2 separate regions of the Sus scrofa genome follow, and region 1 is linked to region 2. The links are chromatin contacts, called in public Hi-C maps. All regions are on one chromosome and are shown on one strand. Each heading gives the region's core, a stretch centred on a gene start, on an enhancer-like site or on the middle of the called end of the contact. The rest is flanking DNA. Distances are from core to core; before and after follow the strand shown.

Evidence for each region. A called contact is a pair of places that touch in the nucleus more often than the background predicts.
Region 1: a Hi-C map of liver shows a contact between it and region 2, with 2.7 times the contacts expected there. The contact joins two enhancer-like sites. A contact is called at or near these places in 3 of 47 Hi-C or Micro-C datasets (epiblast stem cells and liver) and 1 of 2 datasets of contacts at active chromatin or transcription factors (skeletal muscle).

Annotation. Positions count from the first base shown.
Region 1 is chr3:52,356,834-52,359,533 of Sscrofa11.1, forward strand. No RefSeq gene overlaps it. Among named protein-coding and RNA genes, the nearest start is that of IL1R1, 23 kb to the left of the region's middle. Within about 2 kb of position 1,433, at least 5 of the 83 cell types and tissues checked have an H3K27ac peak or open chromatin away from gene starts, as enhancers often do. A contact at or near this core is called in liver, where this site is marked.
Region 2 is chr3:52,276,006-52,278,705 of Sscrofa11.1, forward strand. The region is part of intron 1 of IL1R1 (interleukin-1 receptor type 1); the gene reads right to left. Among named protein-coding and RNA genes, the nearest start is that of IL1R1, 57 kb to the right of the region's middle. Within about 2 kb of position 1,321, at least 7 of the 83 cell types and tissues checked have an H3K27ac peak or open chromatin away from gene starts, as enhancers often do. A contact at or near this core is called in liver, where this site is marked.

The sequences.
Region 1 (2,700 bases), core at 183-2,682, 81 kb after region 2:
GGTACTGCAAGGATACAGCACAGTCAAGGGACTCTTGGGACCGTGTACTGGGTGTGGCCTGCATAGGTGTTGGCCAGAGAGTGTACAGTGGGGTTGTCCACTCAGAAAGAGAAGGTGAGCAGGGGGCTCCAGCAAGCCCAAACTGACTGCTGGCACAGCTCTCACCATGGAAGACCCAGGTGAAACCAAAATCTAGAGGAGTTTGTCAGGGTGATGGATGAGTGAGTAAGTGAGTGAATAAATGCGTAAATGAATGCCAGGTCTGGAAACAAAGGACAATTCACTGAAGGAAGGCTTTCAGCATGCTTTCTTTGTTTTCTATTATGTTTGCTTGGTCTAAAAATAAAAAGCACTTCATCTAGAAAAGGGCACTGGAAAACCCAAGAGCTTAAACCAGGGCTCCAGCCAAGCCCTCGTTACATCCACCTGCAGGGCTTTCAAGGTTTCCCATCAACCAGACCCCTGGCAGCGGGATCCATGCAGTGTGGATGGAGAGTGGGCACAAATCATCTCTCCAGATGGTCCAGTGAGTGGCCAAGACAAGAGCCCGCCTGGTACATACACGTGCCAAGCAGAACCACAGTTATGTGGGAGAAATGCTGCACCAGGCCCTGACCAATCAAACCCTGAGGAAACGCCTAGCACGTGGTCAGGAGGTCATTCTCACTGGTCCCAGGGCACAGGTGAGGCCATGATCTGCTGAGGGGGTTTCTGAAGCGGGGTCACAAGAGAGCTCTTCCCTTGGGCAAGGGGCAGAGGCCCAGAAAGTTCCACGCAAGAGGTCATGGTCTTTGGGATTCTGGCCCAGAACTGCCTGTGCCGATAACACACCCAAGACACCCACGAGACAGGGCCTGAAACACGACTCAGGGGAGAGGACACACAGACTGGGTGGGGAAGAAAGGCACCCAAACCAGCCTGGAGCCTGGGCGCTCTGCAGAGATGCCTGCATCCCTCAGGAAAGCATGAAGACCCAGATGCTAAGCTAAGATGCACGGGTGGGCAGCGTTTCCTAGATACTGTTAGAAGAGTGCTCTCACTCACACCTATCAGAGTATCTGGCCCAACAGAATTTACATGCACAGGACATGGATTCCAGATGAACCACAGGGGACTCAAACCTTGAGCAAGCCTCAGAACCACCTGGAGGAATTGTGAACCCGGACCCACCTGTTCCCCGTCAGTAGCTCAGTCATTTCCAGTGAGTTTCCAGGCCTACTGATGCTACCAGTCTGGAGTCTGCACTCTGAGAACCCGCAGCCTGTGCCTCCCTTCCCCCCACCCAACCCCCACCCCAGGCATCCTTGAGGCTCTGCTGACACTCAGGACCTGTTTCTGGGAGAAGTGTTTGCCTGGGAAATCTGCAGAGGCCAGGGAACAGCTTATTTTAAAATTCAGCCCAAGTGGGGTCAAGGCTGTGATGATCTTGTACTAACACCTGGGGCTTTTTTGAGTTACAGATCCAGAGAACAAACAGGGGTTGCCCAACAGGATAAACATGAGAAGAAGAAAGAAGAAAGTTCCCAGACGAGGGATCGAATCAGAGCTGTAGCCACCAGCCTACACCACAGCCACAGCAATGCCAGATCCAAGCCACATCTGTGACCTACACCACAGCTCAGGGCAATGCTGGATCCCTAACCCACTGATCAAGGCCAGGGATCAAGCCCACAACCTCATGGTTACTAGTCGGATTCTTTTCTGCTGAGCCATTACGGGAACTCCTGGTGAGGCGGATTAAAAGGTACAAACTTCCATTTATAAAATAAATGAGTCATGGGTATGACATGAACAGTGTGAAGAATACAGTCAATAGCGATGTACTATCTTTGTGTGCAGGCATAACATAATTAGACTTGTTCTGATCATTTTGAAATTATAGAAATACTGAATCAGCACGTTGTGTAACAGGAATCAACAATGTGCTATGGGTCAACTATACTTAAAAAACCAAACACACACATAGAAAAAAAAAAGAGATCAGATTTGTGGTTGTCAGGAGTGAGCGGTGGGGTGCAGGAGGAATTGGATGAAGGCAGTCAAAATGCATAAAATTCCAGGCATAAAATATATAAGTACATGATAAGCATAATTCACACTGCCTTATGTTATATACGAAAATGGTTGAGAGTAAATCCTAAAATCCTTATCACAAGGAAAAAATATATATTCTACTTTTTGACTTTTGTATCTATAGGAGACGGATGTTCATGCGTATGTTCAACTTATTGTGATGATCATTTTACCATGTACTGCGTAATCAAATCATTATTGCCATATACCTTAAATGTATACAGTGCTATATGTCAATTATATCTCAATAAAACTGGACAGTAAAATAAAATAACATATAAAGGTGAATTGGAAGTCCAAGGCCCACCAGGCCACCCCCTTCCCTACAGAAGAAAAGCCAGCCCAGACTACAGCCCTGGAAAATCAACCTCCTTGCTGAGCTGAGCAGGAAGGAATTGTGGAGGAGGAAACAAGCTCAGCATTTTTGAGGTTTGGTTTCTTTTTTTTTTTTTTGTCTTTTTTGTCTTTTGTTGTTGTTGTTGTTGCTATTTCTTGGGCCGCTCCCATGGCATATGGAGGTTCCCAGGCTAGGGGTCGAATCAGAGCTGTAGCCACCGGCCTACGCCAGAGCCACAGCAACGCGGGATCCGAGCCGCGTCTGCGACCTACACCACAGCTCACAGCAAC
Region 2 (2,700 bases), core at 71-2,570:
TCACTAGTGGCATGTTCTTCAAATTCTCCAAATATATTAAAGAACATTTAAGATGCAATAAAATTCATCCAGAAATATCACTGGCTGAAGTGTGTTGTCCATTCATGCCCAAGCCTGGCTGACCTTTTGATGTTATTACGGTATATTGAAAAGAAAGGAGGTGGGGAGCAGTTACCCTATTTACTTAAGAGTCAAGGTGGCCAAAAATGAAGTAAATACCGTGTGAATCATCAAACCTCTTAATGGCCACGGAATCTTTTTATATTCAGAGTTTCGCTATTACCATTTGAGACATCAAAATTCTATGTGTGGGAAGCTCTTAAATTTCTCCCTCAGAAGACGGACTAGGGGGGAGGAAGCCTCAGAAGTTAGAGAAAAGGAGAGATGAATAAGGCAGCAACCAGGAAAAGTCTGAACTGTGTCCATGCAATAACATGCCCACCTTGTGGATGCAAAACTGACATGTATAACCTGCATATGCTTTTTTCCCCCCTCGTCAAACGAGGTGGTCAGACCAGAACACACTGTTCTTCTAAAGCAACCAGATTAGCTGGATACATGGTGCTGGGCAAGCCCCCACCTGTCCTACACGTCAGCCTTGGCAGGGAGAACCCCCGTGCAGGGCCCCCTACTGCTCTGGATGAAGCCCAGACACTTTGCTCTCAGCTCCAGACCCTCCTCACCTCCCTTCCTAGCTCAGAACTCCACTTTCCTGAGCTAGTGCCCCTCCCTGACGTGATGCTTTTTGGCTGAGGTCAAATCACAGCTCAGCCTCTTTGCCAGTTTCCCAATCGCTCCCTCTTTCCTTCTGCCCAGAATGTCAATCCTTCTCCCTCCTTCAGCTCAAGTCCTCCTCCTCCCCTTCCATCGAGACCCATCCCAATGCTGCACACTTCTGCCAGAGAGCATTCTAGGGTCCCACCCCATCCACCAGGGAACACAGGACTCCACCTCCTCTGAGCCCTCAGCTTCACTTCCCCATCCTCAGCGGCACCAGCACCACTCAGTCTGCAAGGATGACTTCCCTCCCTGATATTCATCAAATGACGAAAGGTAAGCTCTTTCCCTGACCAACCATAGCTTGAGCAGAGTAGACATTTAAATCTTTGCCAGAGATGAAAGAGGTTACATTTACTTCACTTACACCCATCATCCCTTAGAAAATTCATACCACACTGACAGGACAGAGAGCCTTTGATCGTGTCCAGGGGCAAGGATTTCTGGGAAATGGACCTAAACTCCCCCAGCAGAATGATTTGGCAATCACACAGGACAGCCCTGCACTAGCCAGCTTCTTGCTGACTTGGGTGATTTATGCAAATTATGGCTGTCTTCTTCCCCGGGTCAGTGGCTCTCAGCCCCCATTGTACCAGCCGCTCCTGGAGAGGTATTTTAAAAAATCCTTCTGCCCAGGTTGCAACCCAGATCAATGCTATCAGAACCTCTGGGGGAGAAGCCCAGGCACCTGTAGTTCTTAAGGCTCCCCGGGTGATTCGAACGTGCCATCAAGTTTGACAAACACTGACCTAGACCATAGAAGGTGATCACAGTCAACAGATGTTTGTTGTATTTGTGTGTAGCTAAGTGACACTTTTCTACACTGAGCTGACAGGGGCTGGGAAGAGGAAGAGTCCAGAGCCTTATTCACACACAGCCAGTTTCCCCAGAACAATAATTTATGATCCAGACATCAGTTCCAGACTAAAGGAAGTGCCTGTCTCTGCCACCACCACTCCTCCACCACCAGCCCCAGCATTTTTCATGCTCCTATGAACCTAGTTTTATACACTATGTCACATTATCTAAATTTCTTCAGCATTTCAACTGGGAGGAAAAAAATTTAGAACTCTGATCTTGTGGTGAAATAAATCTCAGAATTGGAGGGTGGTGAGAAATATCCAAGTGTGCTGAGTGATGTCAGGTGTAATTTCCCACATTATTACAATAGCAAAAATGTAACCTCCCCTTCTCCCTATGACTCAGCAGAGTAACCCGCTGTGTTAATCTAGAGAAATGCTTAAATCTGGAGGGAAATTTATTCAAAAGAGTTGGTCATGGCAAATATCACATGAGGTTTATTTTAAACCAAGTCACAGTATCACCCCCGACTAGAATCATATATTTTTCTCTTCAGGACAGAAATCTTGTGAATCTTTGCATATAGTTTTACAGATTATTCTTTTGTTTGTCTGGAGCTTAACTGAAATATAATTGACATACAATACTATGTAAGTTTAAAGTATACAATGTATTGATCTGATACATTTTCATACTGCCCAATATCACCACTATACTGTTAACTAAAAACCTCCACCCCATCACAGAATTACAACTTCTTTTTTGTGGTGAGAACATTTACAACCTACTCTCTTAGCAACTTTCAAGTGCATAACACAGTACATTAGCTACAATCACCATGCTGTACATTAGACCCCCAAACCTGCTATTCTTATAACTAGGAGTTTGTTCCCTTTGACCAACATCTCCCCATCTTCTCCACTCCTAGCCCCTAGCAACACTATTTTCTGTTTCTCCAAGTTCCATTTTGGGGATTCCTCATAGAAGGGATATCATACATTATTTATCTTCCTCTGTCAACCTTATCTCACTTGGCTGAATGTCCTCAAGTTCCAACCATGTTGTTGCAAAAGGCAGGATTTCCTTCGTTCTCATGGCTGAATGATATTCTATCGTACGTCT